Regions from separate parts of the Mus musculus genome. Here region 2 is linked to region 1. The links are chromatin contacts, called in public Hi-C maps. All regions are on one chromosome and are shown on one strand. Each heading gives the region's core, a stretch centred on a gene start, on an enhancer-like site or on the middle of the called end of the contact. The rest is flanking DNA. Distances are from core to core; before and after follow the strand shown. Region 1 overlaps Lyrm4 (LYR motif containing 4). Region 2 overlaps Gm4035 (predicted gene 4035).

What was found. Hi-C and Micro-C count contacts between places; a contact is called where the count stands out from the background.
Region 2: a contact with region 1 is called in a Hi-C map of cerebral cortex, with 5 times the contacts expected there. The contact joins two enhancer-like sites. A contact is called at or near these places in 7 of 484 Hi-C or Micro-C datasets (cerebellar granule neurons, cerebellum, cerebral cortex and 3 more), 1 of 115 datasets of contacts at active chromatin or transcription factors (large pre-B cells) and 1 of 9 other capture datasets (embryonic stem cells).

Annotation. Positions count from the first base shown.
Region 1 is chr13:36,016,945-36,024,651 of GRCm38.p6, reverse strand. All of the region lies in intron 2 of Lyrm4 (LYR motif containing 4), which reads left to right. Among named protein-coding and RNA genes, the nearest start is that of Ppp1r3g, 53 kb to the right of the region's middle. Within about 2 kb of position 4,916, at least 43 of the 459 cell types and tissues checked have an H3K27ac peak or open chromatin away from gene starts, as enhancers often do. A contact at or near this core is called in cerebral cortex, where this site is marked.
Region 2 is chr13:37,420,575-37,428,281 of GRCm38.p6, reverse strand. Gm4035 (predicted gene 4035) reads left to right here. Exons shown (of 2, transcript NR_167664.1): 2 at 6,127-6,344. Among named protein-coding and RNA genes, the nearest start is that of Gm4035, 11 kb to the left of the region's middle. Within about 2 kb of position 3,136, at least 9 of the 459 cell types and tissues checked have an H3K27ac peak or open chromatin away from gene starts, as enhancers often do. A contact at or near this core is called in cerebral cortex, where this site is marked.

The sequences.
Region 1 (7,707 bases), core at 3,667-6,166:
GGTCCTGAAGGGCCTAATTTGATCCTTGGTTGACAGCCTCTGACTCAGCTTCCTAGTTCCGGGAAGGAACCCTTTTGGGAGGAGAGCAGGCAACATGAATTCTGTGCTCTGTCTTCTTAAAAGATTTAAGGGAATCCACTCATAAAACAGAGAAGTAGATACAAAACCTGGTTATGCAAATCCCAGGACTTTGTAACCTGGGCAGTGTATTTTGTATACAGTAATAACCCACAATTTTAACTATAACCTCATAGTGAATCTCAGAGAGAGGCTTACCATGATCATGGCATTTGCAGTGACATTCAGAAATAATTGTTTCTTGGTGACCTAATTAGGTTCTTTATTATCTAACCCATGGTACAGCTAGACCATGACTGCACAGTTGCTTCCTGGAGTAGTGTCCTAGTTAGGGTTCCCTTTGCCGTGAAGAGACACCATGACCTAGGCAACTCTTACAAAGGACAACATCTAACTGGAGTAGCTTTCAGAGGTTCAGTTCATTATCAACATGGCAGGCAGCATGGCAGTGACCAGGCAGACATAGTGCTAGAGAAGCTGAGAGTTCTACATCTTGTGCCAAAGACAAACAGGAAGACTGTCTTCTAGGCAGCTAGGAGGAAGGTCTCTCAAAGCCCACCCCAATAGTGACTGACACACTTCCTCCAACAAGGCCACATCTCCTAATAGTGCCACTCCCTAAGCCAAGCATATTCAACCCACCACAAGCAGTTAACCTGGTTAAAGAAGAGAAAATCCAAGGATGGCCTTGTTTCCCTGAGAAAATCAAAGGCGTTAAGACAGAATGTAAACCTATGTTTAAATTGTTAATAAACATTATTATTTTTTCATTAAAATACAAATATCTCAGCAAAACTTACCTGCTGCCACCCCAATTGAGAACATCATTAAAGTAGAAGACCCCAAATCTCATCCATTAACCAGTGGCCATAGTTTCGCATCTGGCCTTTGGATCGTGTGTTCTGACTGAGAAAAGTTTCTCTGAGAGGATGTTGTGAGATCGCGGTCAGTAATATAGACAGACATGCTTCTGTCTTTGTCCACAATGGCAGAATTCATTGACTAGCAGTAATTTCTCAATACATCTGCTTTGATGCCTGAAATTTACTGAGTAATCTAGATATCCTTTGAGACTGTGGCCTTTAGGAACCATAGGGTCTTTTATTCCTGTCTTCATTGCTATCAGTTCTTCATGCCACATTTCAGACAATAATACAAGAGAGTGAATAGTTATGAAAAGGTTAAAGATGGACTCCTGGAGAGAGAGAGGCAGAGAGCTGAGAAATGCAGAGTCACTGTCTATGGTTAGGTAAGTTATTAAGGAATCCGGTTTGAGAGCCGCTGGGGTGTCCAGAACCTGACATGTAGGACACTGAGGGAAGACATAGGACCAGTTTCAGGTGCGCAGGGGAAGTCAGAAGTCAAACGGGCCACATAAGCCCTGGGAACACAATGAGCTGACGCCCCAGGGACAGCCAGAGTTCTCTGCTGTCAGGGGCCTGGCCAGGCAGCACATGGTCAGATGGCAGCTTGGTAGCCTCACTATCACAGTAGTAGGCATCCCTTTTTCTGGGATATCCAGGTGAGGGAGCTGCCCTGCTCTCTTGTCATGGACCGGGCTTTTCTGATAGGATGCTAATGTGGCCAGTACCTGCATGCTCGCAGTCTCCTTCAGTCGGTTCATATGTAATAGCGCTCTGACCTACATGAAGAAGTAGGGAAAAGTCCCTTCCTCGGGGCTTCTGTTGTGCAGGGGGCGGTGTCTATCACAGGCAAGGTGCAGTCATTCTGCTGCAGCGTTTGCACTCAAAATGTAGCCAACCGCTTCTTTGTAAAGTAGAGTCAGCCAGGGCACAGCCTGAAAGCCACTTTAAAAAGCCACTGTTTCTCACAATACAGAATAACTTAGAACAGGGCAATAACTCAGAGCAGGTCACAGCATGATTCCAGAGGACAAATGATGACAGGATCATTCAAACTGATCTTGGTGCCTTTCTGCAAATTGGTCAAAAGTGACTGTGCTCTGCCCTTTCCCTCTCCTCCATCAAATTTCTGATATAAGAATGTTACAGTTTTTCTATGATACGAAGTCTTGGGATAGTTAATATTGGAAACCTGATGGCTTCAACTTCGCAATCTCCATCAGTCAAAACAGAAAAACTCGTCATGTCTTGCTATTTTATTACTTGTTTTAATTGACACATGTTGTCTGAGTTTTCCTGGAGATACATATTCACCATTAATAATGAGGGCACCAATACATCAAGGAAGGGGGTCTGGCAAGTCCAGCTGTGTGACCAATGGGTTCCGTAGGGTTACTTACAGGAGCATGCATGACATCAGCAGCTACACCATGAAGAAGTCCCTGGACGGGCAACCTTACCTCTGTGCTCAGGCAGCACCCTCAATTCAGCTGGGGCAGGAAGGAGCCATAGTCAGGTGAGATCCCCTTACTTGCCCACTCCTTCCACAAGGGAATGTTAGTAGCCTTGCCATTGTAGACCCCACTATCAACTGTGATTCTGCGTATTTCATTGCCATGCCTGTAGTCAGTCCTGTGTAGGTCACCACAGCAGCTCTGTCTAACCCTGAAGAAACCACTCCACTATAGCACATAATAATCATTCGTATTTATGAGGTACAGTATGACACATACATATTCTTTCTGTGTAGTGTGTGTGTGTGTGTGTCATGTGTGTCATGTGCAGTTTTTAAAGCATGGCTGTGTCCCCTAAAGGGGGATGAAGATATTCTAAGGGTCCCAACACTAGTGCCCTCTACACTAGTTTTGTTAGCAGTTGTGTTGTAGAATTGTGCCCAGGCCATTCCCTAGGCAACTACTCTGTTCATATCAGTCAAAACTGAAGGCACAGGGCTACAGGAAGACGGACTTCCCTGGGCACATGAGAGCTTGAACGTTCTAGCACTCTGAGGGGAAAGTGGAAAGAGAGAGAGAACAGCCTAGAGCAGGTCATCAACAGCATCATGTGCCAGAGTGGGTCCATTGCAGGGGCTCCAGGACCTGGGCGCAGTACACACAGCAGGTATTTGCTGGTGGCAGTAGTGGAGCATGCAGTTGACTGTGGATCCTGTCACCCTGGACAAGACCTCAGCATTTCAGTTTTCACTGATAAAAATGAAGAGCACAGTGTCTCTTTTAGAGGATTTTTGCATGATAAATACTATACCTGGCACAGGCTATGTTTCCAGTAAAGTCTAACCCTAAGGACAGGACATAATCAAGGCAGCCTCAGCAGTGTCTGGCATTTGCTTACTAGGACTGAAGAGGGCGAGGATGCTACCACTGTGCCATTAAACTAGCAAGCAGTAAGTGATACAGGCGTGTGTGAGACGTCCTATGCTCTAGCCCAGGGAGGTGGGTAGAATACAGTGTTGGAAACACATACGCAGTAAGAGGGAATTAAAATATTTCAGTCACTGAAGTGATAATACAAAATGTATATGTTAGAGAGATTACGGTACCAAGAAAATGTAATTGTAGAGAGTTGATAATGGAGGCATAATTTCCAGGTAGAGGACCAGCCAGAGCTCTGAGTGCTGGCGGAAGGGATGATGGCCAAGGAAAGGGTGGGGGTAGGGATCATGTACATGCTGATTACGTCAGAGGTCAAGAGGGAGCTCGGGTCAGGCAGTCAATACCATGAGAGCATTGGTAATGAAGCCATGGGGATAAATGAGACCATAGCTAGTCTCATTTATTTTTATGATTATTAATAAATAATATTTAGTAAAGGCATTGGTGAGTTTCTGGTGTTCTGTAGCATTTCCTATTAGTATGCATAAGGAATGTTGGCATGAAATGAATTTTCTGCTCCTTCACAGCAATCTCTCCTGTGATTTCTTCCCCCACCTATTGCTTTTCCTGTAGATGAAGCTTTTTTTAAAAACTCTGTGGACAAGAAAGTGTTCGCTGTCACTGAGAAATACCACGGCTATCACCCTCCCTGTCACAGTGATGAAGAGCACTGGCAGGAATTAGGAAGACTCTGGGTCTTAGTTCTCACCGTTTCAGTTCTGACTCCTTGGTATATCCATGGTATATGCCATGGAATATCAAGGCATTTCATAGTCCTCAGCTTCCTCTTCTACAAAATGAGGCTAACGGGGTCGACTGTGTAGAACAGCTGTACAACCCACCTGCAGTGATGCAGTAAGAATGGTTGGCGTTCACCTGGCCTACAGAAAATGGTCAGATGTGAGCTCTTAACACTGATAGCGATAACTGCATTGTCTTTCCTCTGTGTGTGTGTGTGTGTATGTGTGTGTAATGAAATGTCATGTAAATGAAAAGCGCTTAACTATCAGTTAGCCACATGTTTGAAATAGCAGGTTGGTGTTTCCCACAGGGATGTACCTGGTCTGCCCTGATTATAGATGCTGTCTCCCTGCCAGAAAAGAGAGCCTGACTTTCTGCCTCTCGTTGTTCTAAATAAGACATTTTCCTTCTCTGGGAGCCTTTCCCTGGAGCTGAGGCACGGCATTGGCCTTGTGGCCTGCACTAGCACTGTGACCACCACACAATCACATCATGCCAGGCACCAGGCTGACTGGTACACACCAGCGCCCAGGCAGATCCCTGCTCCTGCATTTACATAGCTCTAACTCTGTTGTTTGGAACAATTCGATTTCCCAGCTCCTGTGGCTGTGGGTAGCTGGGGTTCTCTGGAAAAGATGGAGAAAATCATGAAGTAGTTTATTTGGCATGAGTCTCCAAAACATAACCACTTTTCCTTGTGGAAACTGAGTCAGGCATTTCCTCTCCCAAGGCTAGGGTGTGACGTGTGCTGAGAAGGAAACAACCGGCTATGCCTCAAGGAAATGCCTGACAGGCATTTGCTTTCCTCGCACGTCCTCCCTCAGTGGGTAAGCTGCTCTGAGGATGCGGTCACATCAAATCTCTCTCCCTGCTCTAAGCATTTCTTTTTCTGGGGTGTGGAGCAGCTCTTCAGGGAAGAAAAGCAATTTGATGTCAGGGGCTCCTTTGAGCCTTGGGAATTAGGCCTCAGAACCTTGGAATTGGAGCTCAGCTGCTGCTAGAAAATACACTGTGAATGTTTTATTCAGTAATGCATATATAACATTGAGCAGAATCCAAATACATAAATCACTTATACAATAGCTGTTAAGAGCTACCTGCCAGCATTTCAGAACGCACTGCTGGACTCACTTCCAAGGTCCTTTACTGCCATCTGCTGGCCAAAAGTTTGTTTTATGTTGGTGAATTCTTTAGTAATTCTTCATAAATCAGGATTTTCTGAGGCAAAAATTTCCCCCAATAAATGGACAACTGCCTTGTTTTTTGTTTTTTAAGATTGCAGACACCATAGCACTCTAGAAGTATGACAGAGGCAGTTTCTCCTTTCTGGCTTGATTCTCACTGTGTGCTTTTCTGAGCCGCCTAGACCAAGGCCCCATCAGCCTGCATCTCAAGATCAAAGCTATGCTCAAAGTATCTTTAAAATGGGTCCTGCTGTTGTTACAGTCAGCCTTTCAATAATGTTGGCCTACTACCACCAATATATTACATCAATGAGATCAGAATCCTGAACATCACCAGCAAAACCTACTTAAACCAGCCCCCAAAAGTCTGCTTGAAGTGTAAGTTCTAGACCCTTCAGTGTAGGCACTGAAGGCCTTAGTGCACTAACAGATGTCTTTTGAGTCTCTTGAAGTCTGTCAGTGTGAACATGAAGTGGGAACATGCTGGTCTTTTCTGCCCTGAAACAATGCGTGGGGCATCTCAGCTCCTTGGAGGTCCATGAAATGCTGAGCAGGAAATACCTAGAATGAGTAGACCATGGTGAACCATGCAGAACAGGATCAGGGGGTGCTGTAGAAGATAGCACTGACCTGCAGACTGTGAGATATGGGGGCTGGGGAGGGCAAGATGCCTAGGGACTCTATAGTGAATAAAGACTGTGTAAAACAGAAGATGACTGAACTGCTATTGTGTAGTATACCCTTAAAATCTGGGTGTGGCTATAGTCCCAAAGAGGTGTAACACTATCTTTTGATACAAAGAATGTTATTTTTCAAATTTAAAGGAGAAAACGTTTAAACGTGGCTTTTTATTTTCTCCATAAACAGTTGAAGAAAGTGTGGAATGGAAGAGTAGTAGAAGTTAAAATAACAAATGTAAGGTAGACTCTTATCTCAAGGATCGTGAATACCCATTATTGTTGTATAATAAACAACCTGTCTGATGGTGGATTGCAGTAAGAATCTTCATTTTATACCATACTCTACTTCTCCAGGTCAGAAATCCAAACATGGCTGAAATACAAATACAATGATCAGGGACCCAAAAGCTGAGCCCCAAGTCCTCTTATTCAATTGTCAGACAACTGGTGCTGGCTGGCAGCTGGGGGCCAGGCCAGGGATTTCAGCCAGACCACAAGTGGGAGCTCTCCCTGTAGCCTGGGATTCCTCATAGCATGGCAGCTTCCCAGGTCTAGAATTCTAAGAATGAGCCAGGCAGAAGTCACATTACTTCTAGTGCCGTGCAATATTTCTTCTGCTGTCGTTGGGGTGTAAGGGTCAGAGTCACAGAACCTTCCAGGCACAGTAATAGTGTCTCCATGAAGATTTAAGTCACACTGGAAGAGGGACATTCAGGGCACAAGTCTGTCCTTGGAAACAACCACCGACAAGGTTTGTTTTGCACATTACTGTAGGTTCCTTGCACACACAGATAACCTCACAGAATATGCCAGAGGCCCTTGGTGGCCTCAAACCCATTTTCAGTGGGTGATTGGTTGGGCCAGTGGGCCAGCTTTTGTTCCAAATCCCCCTCCAGTTTGCAGTCAGACAAGGTCCAAGGCTCTGTTGGTCTGACCTTCTTCATCCTGAAAAGAGAAAGACTGGGACCCACCATGAAACTCATGGTAAAGGCACTTACCAGCAAGCCTGAAAACCTAAGATGGATGCCTGGAATTCACAGGATAACAGAAAGGGACAACTTGGGCAAATTGTCTCTTGACCTCTATGCATGCTTCATAGCACACATGTACATGCACACACATAAAATAGATAAATGTGATTGGAAAAGAGAGTGGGCTGTGGAGCACAGTGGTAGGTCACATGCCTGTCAGTCAAGCTCAGGGCTTTGAGTTCCATCTCCAGTGTGGAAGAAAGAAAGGCTGAGCTCTGGTCATTATCCTGTCTATAGTTAAACATTTGCCCCAGTGGTAGTACAGTGTGCAATTCCAGTTGGAGGGCTGGAAAGTTTGGAAAACCTTACCTCAAATTATAAGACACTCCCTGCCCCCAACTCCTCTAATGCCTTCATGGTCTCTAAAATTCCTCCAGTCTGCAGAGATTTTGGCCATCCTTAGCTGTTCTGAAATTTCAGTTCCCTGCTCTGTAAAATCCTGGGGCCTCTCATGTCTCCTGTCAGTAAACACTTTCACAGAATGAGGTTCTGTTGTGCAGCTAGTCACTGTGGGTGTGAGAGCCTGCAAAAGAAGAAACCCTGTCCTGGGGGCTCTTGCCTAGGCTACTTGAGATGTTTTCTTGATGGCACTTTATATGCTTAGAGTGGCTTTTGTGGTCAGCGGGGACATTTGAAACTATCACCTGGCATTCTACAGACGAGGAACATGATTCGCCCAAAGTCAAGGGGCAAGTGAAGTGGCAGAGAAAACCAAAACTCCATCCCTGACAGCTGTG
Region 2 (7,707 bases), core at 1,887-4,386, 1.4 Mb before region 1:
ACTGTCTTCAGACACAGCAGAAGAGGGCATCAGATCTCATTACAGATGGTTGTGAGCCACCATGTGGATGCTGGGATTTGAACTCAGGACCTTCAAAAGAGCAGCCAGTGCTCTTAACCACTGAGCCATTGCTCCAGACCCCGTGAGAATCTTCTTGACACTTTCAAGTTGCTCTTGTTTTTCCCATGGCATAAATGCTCACATGGAAAAACAGAGAATCTGTCATGGAGCCAAATCTGTGGTAAGATGAAGGGTCCTGCTCCAAAGCTTGGGCCAAAGAACAAGCACCCAGAGCCGTACAGACCGGCAAGGACTGAGAGAGGCTATGTAAATATAACTCCTGACCTCCCATCCCTACACCCAGTAGGTAGGACAGCACATTGTGAAAAAATGGTTGCAGGCTTTCGACCCTCAGGTGTCATCCTTCAAGTGACACATCCAGCAGGGCGTGTCCCTGGCCTCTTCTCATTGTATACCTGGCTCATAATGAACAGATCATGAAAGAAGCTTAATGAAGTAGCTCTGAGGATCTGAGTGCTTAGTTATTGTCTTAGTCAGGGTTTCTATTCCTGCACACACATCATGACCAAGAAGCAAGTTGGGGAGGAAAGGGTTTATTCAGCTTACACTTCCATGCTGCTGTTTATCACCAAAGGAAGTCAGGACTGGAACTCAAGCAGGTCAGGAAGCAGGAGCTGATGCAGAGGCTATGGAGGGATGTTTCTTATTGGCTTGCTTCCCCTGGCTTGCTCAGCCTGCTCTCTTATAGAACCCAAGAGTACCAGCCCAGGGATGGCACCACCCACAAGGGGCCCTCCCTCTTTGATCACTAATTGAGAAAATGCCTTACAGGTGGATCTCATGGAGGCATTTCCTCAAGGAAGGCTCCTTTCTCTGTGATAACTCCAGCTTGGGTCAAGTTGACACAAAATCAGTCAGTACAGTTATACTGTAAGTCAGCAGAGGACTGACAGGTAAGCCAGCCTAGCCATCCGGGACACACTGCCTCCCAAACAAACACACAAGAAGTGAGTTAGCTGCTACTTTCAGGGCTATACCAAGAGCGCCAGAGTGGAGACACCTCCTTCAACACAGGCTTACCTAGTCTCCATGCTTTCTCAAAACCATGACTCTGTTAGGAGTATACCTTCTGCAGCCACCAGATTCTAGCTTCCGTCTTAGTTAATGGGTAATTTATTTAACCTCTTCCAACCTTACCTTTAGAACAGGCTTTTAAGTGGAGATGTTTTTCTTTTCACAGGGCAATGGTGGCTTCTACATTATAACTTAAGAGAAAGCACCTAGCCTAGTGCCCTTAAAAGCAAACTGGGGACAAGTATTTTAGGATGGAATAAAAGAAATTAAGAGCTGGGGTGAACTCAGGGCAGACGCTCTCAACGTAGGAAGTATTTTACAGTGTTATCACATCCAGTGTTCGCGGGTCCTGGAGTATTTCATTTGAACCAATTCATTTGTTTACATTGTGTCGGAGACCTAGAGAAGGGGTGGGGCTTTCTCACTATTCCAAAGCTCAACTTCTCCAGTAAAGGATACCTACCCACCTGCCTGTTCCATCGAGAGCCTTATGTCTGTGCCCAGCCTCAGTTAAAGGGACCGTTACTCTTGTAAAGAATAAATCGTTCTGAGAAAAATTTAGAGAACCTGTTTGCACAATTACTTTTATTATTATAGCGTCAATGTCTGTCAACATTTCAGGATCAAAAACATTGGAGACTGATACAATAGCAGACACTTTGTTAAAAAAGAAATGGATGAGAATCGGGAAAGTCATGCCAAGTGAAAGGGGCCCATTTCCATTTCTTGGCCTCCAAGGAAAATAAATGCAGATCAAACTTGATTTTACTTAAGAAAATTAATGCAAACATTTTAGCTATAATATTTTACATTAAGATCAGACTGAGCACCAGGACCTCAATGGAGGAGTTAGGGGGAGGACTGAAGGAGCTGAACGGGTTTGCAACCACATAGGAAGAACCACACTATCAACCAACCAGACCTCCAGAGCTCCCAGGGACTAAACCTCCAACCAAAGAGTACACATGGAGGGACCCATGCCTCCAGCCGCATAGGTAACAGAGGGTGGCCTTGTCAGACATCAATGGGAGGGGAGGCTCTTGGTCCTGTGGAGGCTTGCTGCCTCAGCATAGAGGAATGCTCTAGGGCAGTGAGGCAGGAGTGGGTGGGTGGATGGGTGGGGGAGCATCCTCATATAAACAAGGAGGGCAAGGGGAGGATGGGATAAGAGTTTTTTTTGGAGAGGAAACCAGGAAGAGGTGGGGATAACATTTGAAATGTAAATAAATAAAATAATCAATAAAAAGATATAATATGTAGGACAAAAAATGTTTCGTTGTAACTTTTTCAGTGTTCTCTGGTATTAACACAATCACAGCGTTGTGTGACTGTCACTGCTGGGCATCCCCAGAACTCTTTCATCTCTGCACATTTGTCTTTCAAGGCTTTTAGGGTTGATCTACTGTGTGTGACACACAAGCATGCTTTTGCTAAGCCAAATCACCTTGGGCAAGCACAAGGCAGCCTCAAATTAGGCCTTTGTTTATGGCAGTCCCTTGTGACCTGTGCCACTGAGCATAGAGGTCACACAGTATGGAGCTCTGCCCCTCCACGTCCCTGAAAGCCTATGAGAACCAGAACTCTTCCTTTGTCCCTTCAGGACCCCATTGTTCTGTCCTGGGCGTGGTGCTCTATTGCTTCTCATGCTCTTCCACCCTAAGGCTTGCCACTGGGTATCTCTGGTCTGAGCTTTCGCATAGATTGACTAAGGCATACAAAGTCAAGGCTACCTATCTCCTTTCTTTTCTTTTTCCTTCCTTCCTTGTTTCCTTAGCACAGAAAGTCTAGGGAACGATGATACTTTGTTGCTAACAAATGCTCGTTATAAATAGTATCTACAATGCTCTCCAAAATTTTCCATTCTTGTCATATCCTTAAAATCAAATACTTGGTACATTATTCCAAATTTGTGGTTTCCTTTTCCACCCCATGGATTAGATTTGGAGCACGATACCTGGATAGGCCATAGGACCTGGGGGTGTGCTTTGGCTCAGAGTGGCACAAATCCTAGGATAGGAGGCTTAATGTCAGGAGGGGGAGGAGGGACTCTGTAACAGGAGTCCGTCTGTCTTTGAGCGGAGGGAAGCGCAGCGCCATGGGGACAGTGTGGGTGTTTCAAGTGGACTTCCAGATGGCAGTAGGGGAGAGAAAGAGGAGCTGGGGGAGCGGATGGGGGAAAGTGGGGTCCCCATTCTGCTGGGGATCCTGTTCACCAGGTATGGTGAGATCTGATGTGCTTGTGGTCTGTGGTTGCTAAGAAGATGCTTGAACAAGTGACCTTTTAAGAGTCCCAGGCCTGTGTGTGTCATGGAATGTCTTCAGGCACTCTTTCCAATTTCTACCTTTGCTATCGCTAGGACCCTATTGCCATTGTGACAGTGATTCTTTCCTAGTCTGCCCTTTCGCAACCTCTTCCCCAGGCTGCCGTTTAAGGTCTTGAATCTCCTTGAAGGCCAAGGTTCATCACCCGTGTCTTGGGAGCAACAAGACGCCCATGCTCACGTTTGGCTTATCCCCTCTCTTTTTTGTGTGACCTTCACGCTCAGGTTCATGGAACAAGCCTTGCTCTCCTATCAACGGGTCCCCCATAGAATGCTGCAGGGGCCTTAGCATCTCGCCATGACAACTGGGAAAGCCCAGGTTTTGTTCTTCAGCCTGGTACAGGGAAGATATAGTGGTTGGAACGGCTCTGACGGCTGCAGACGCGTGAGGCTGCTTGTTCATATCATGGTTGATCAGGAAGCAAAACTAGGGTAAAAAGTAGGGGCAGCAAATGCTCAAGGCATACCCACCAGTGACCTAGCTCCTCCCTCCAAGGACTGCCCCACGCCTTAACCTTTACGGGCTGGAGACCATGTGTTCAAGCCCGCGAGGCTGGATTGATACATAACTCTTTTTTCTGAAGATCAGAGAGACCAAGATACTGAAGTAAAGAACTCACTTCCTTGTCATCCAGAGACAACCAGATCATAAAGGGGAAAAGGTGATTATTTTTGACTCAATTTGGGCATTTTAGTTCATGATGAATGGTTTGAGTTGCTTTGGGCCTTTGGCGAGGAGCGCATGGTGGTGGGAGTAAATGCTAGTGTAAATCCACTGAAATTCATCAGCTGTAAAGGCAAAAGGGAGACAGCAGCTTAGAGCTCACGATCCCCCAAGCCCTTCCCCCAATGACCTAAAGACCCCCACTGCTAGGTTCTGCCTCTTAAAATCTCTACCATACCTCTCAATAGCATTAAGAACACAAAAGAACTGTATAAAAACACATTGGTCCTTGAGGGACACACATGTACCAAACTGTAGCACATATTAAGGGAAAGTTATTTTAGTGAGGAAAAATAGTTACATAGATAACATTTGAAAGCAGTAGAAAGTTCCTTTCAGTTCCAAACTTAACAACTACAAATACATGTAGAGTAGAGGGAAAATAACTCTATTTTTTAAACTCCCATAATGCTCTGCCTGCGTGATCTAGTGATGGGGAGTGTAGACAGAGGCACTGGCCTTGCTGACTGGGAAAGCCAGTTGGTTTGCATCTGAGCCATAGTGCCCCAGCTGACAGGCCGACAGGCCATCCATGATATAATGAGGCTAAGAACCTTGGCCACTTCTCAGCAGCTATTTCTGGCTGTTAAGTAATTGTTAAACTGTCAGTTGCTACATTTGGTTCTTCGCGTCTTCAAGGTGTGTCTTTATTTGTAGGGAGTAAGGTGAATTAAAATATCCGCAAGATCCTTTTGGCCTCGTTAGGTATTTCCATTTTGGGGGAAAACTTCAATTTATCTTTTGGGAAAATGTATTTTTCATATATATTTTTTGGAGAGCTCCTGGGCTCCAGCCTGTAACTATGAAACATGCTACCACCCTTGGTTTAACAAAGCTAGCCATAGCACGCTTCGATAAAACAGTGATATATGTGCGTGTCAAGCTGACAAGGGCTCAGTTGTGTTGGTCGATTTCTTTGCTGGCTTGACATAAGCTAGAGTCATCTGGGAAGGGGGAGCCTCAATTAAGAAAATGTTTCTACCGTAGAGGATTGGCCTGTAAACAAGTCTGTGGGGACATTTTCTTAATTACTGACACTGTGGGCATTCCTACCCCTGGGCAGGTGGGCCTGGGTTGTATGAACAAGCAGTTGAGTAGCAGTGCTCCTCGGTGGTCTCTGATGACTTCCTCAATGATGGGCTGTGATCCAGAAGTGTAAACCAATCAACAGTTTCCTTCCCAAGTTTCTTCTGGTCAGAGGATGTTGCTATAGCAACAGAAAGCAGCTAGGCTAGGCACTGTTCCTGAAGTATGGCTAATTCAACAGAAGAGGGATGGCCTTCCATTGTTTGGTGTCATCATGGAAGGTGATAGGAGGAAGGTGATAGGAGATGTAGGGTAGGGCATGAGGCTTTGCCTCCACCGTTGAGTGGCCATCCTGACACATGATGGTGTTGTGGCGTCCCAAGCAGTGTTCTGAGCTGGACATCATCTGAATCGTTGGAATCCCTCAAACACCCATGAGTTACCATCTTGGACTGAAGAACACTGCTGTTGAGAGGCAATATCACTTCAACAAGTGGCCCCTAGCAGGGGGAAGTCAGGCCACTGAGGTTCTGGTGACATCCCAGACCTGTACGTCACAGCTTCCCCAGGACACAAGAACTCCCTTAAAAGATGCTTCAATAGGGGCCGGAAAGATGGCTCAGTGGTTAAGAGCACAGACTGCTCTTCCAGAGGCCCTGAGTTCAATTCTTAGCAACTACATGGTGGCTCACAACCATCTGTAACAGGATCTGATGCCCTCTTCTGGTGTGTCTGAAGAGAGCGACAAGTGTACTCACATTCATAAAATAAATAAGTAAATCTTAAAAAAAGAAAAACAGGGTGCTTCAATAATGTTGTATGCAGAGAGGTTGACATTTCCCTCAGAAACTAAAGTAGGGCTGCTGAGGACTGTGACCACCACAGGTGGAGATTCCCAAAGAGGTCCTTTGATTCTGGCACAGTGTAACCTCACTAAACTGGTTTTCTTTTTCTCTTCAGAGGCTGGGCAAGTTCTTGGAGTTTTCCATGGTGATTTTGAGACAGCAGCAAAGTCTCTTTAGGAGAAGAAAAGTGGACATAAATTATTCGATAGTCAATCTGGGTTCCTTCAGAGCTCTCCGGCAGCCGGACCACGTCATCTAGATGTCTGGCTTTTGGTACCCATGTAAAAAGAAACTTCATTATTGAATTAAAATATATTTGTATTCTGCACCCCACCAACTCCAACTTTTCCCACATCATCTCCTCCTCAAATTCAAGGCCTTTAATTACTCGTTAATTACTACTGTTTCATGCATATGCAAATGAATACGTAAATGCCACCGGCTGAGTCTGTTTACTGCTGTTTGTATTTTTAGGATTGACTGACTGGGATTGGATAATCATGTAGAAGAGTGTCCCTGGGGAGCATTCATTCTCTTTCTCCCAGCAGTCTTTAATTGCTTTAGTTCCTTATCTAGTGTCCCATGAGAATCCCCCATCAATGCTGTCATGTCAACTGGTGTTATCATTATTTTGGTCTTCCTTAAGCAGCCATGGTCTCGAGACTCCACGGGTGTCCCTTTCCTGTCATATTTAGAAGACAATCTTGCAATAGATGTCTTCCTGGTCCTCTGACTCTTACAAGCTTTTTGCCCTGTGTTCTACAATGTCCCCCGTGCCTTACACACAGGGATTGTATTGTAAATGCACTGAATGAAAAAAGAAATAAGGAAAGGACATGCCTGCTCCTAGGTATGGTGGAGGAGAGAGATTTACCGTAGATAGAAGGGAAAGCACAGCCAGAGGCAGAGACAGTCCAGAGTTAACCTGACCAAACTGAGTGTGGCCATGTGAGGAGAGGGGGAGGGAGAAAGGGAGAGGAGAGAATGGAGAGGAGGGAGCTAGACCAAGAGGCTAGGAAGGAAAAGGGTAGACAAAAACAAAAACAAAAATAAAATAGAAATAAAAACAAAAAAGCAGGGCATATGTAGAGAAGGACAGCTGGGGGAAGGGCAGCCCATCCCCTGGGCTGGGGACGTTTAGGGTGGGGATGGGGACGTTTAGGGTGGGGATGGGGTATGCCAGCCATGCCCTGTAACAGGTAGAGACTGAGGGATGCTGGGAGAACCTAGAGGCCAGGTCCACTCTGATATGTATGTTTCTCTGGGGTTTGAGACCTAACACCTCAGTTGGGGACAGGCACCCAGTCAGTCCTCTGTGTTTCAAGCAGCTGTGGCTCCCTGTAGCAGTCACTGTGTGCTGCAGAAGGAAGCTTTAATTTTTTTTGTTTGTTTTTTCATGAGAAGTGGGAGGTCCACTCTCCTGGGAACCCCTTCTTAAAACCCCCAGTTTTCTGCCCACCACACCCGGACTTTGGTACTGCTTTCCGTCAGAGTGAGCCTGGCCATTCCTCCCACCGGGTCTAGTTGTGTTTTGTAAGAGACTCTTACTGGCATTTTGACTCACCTTGCAAAAATGAAACTCATGGCGAAAGGCAAGGCTTAGGTATGACATTAGGAAAGTCAATATGTAGGGGCAGAGGAATATTTTCTTTTTCTCACAAATCATATCCTTAGTGAAACTGTGAGTGTATTCGTG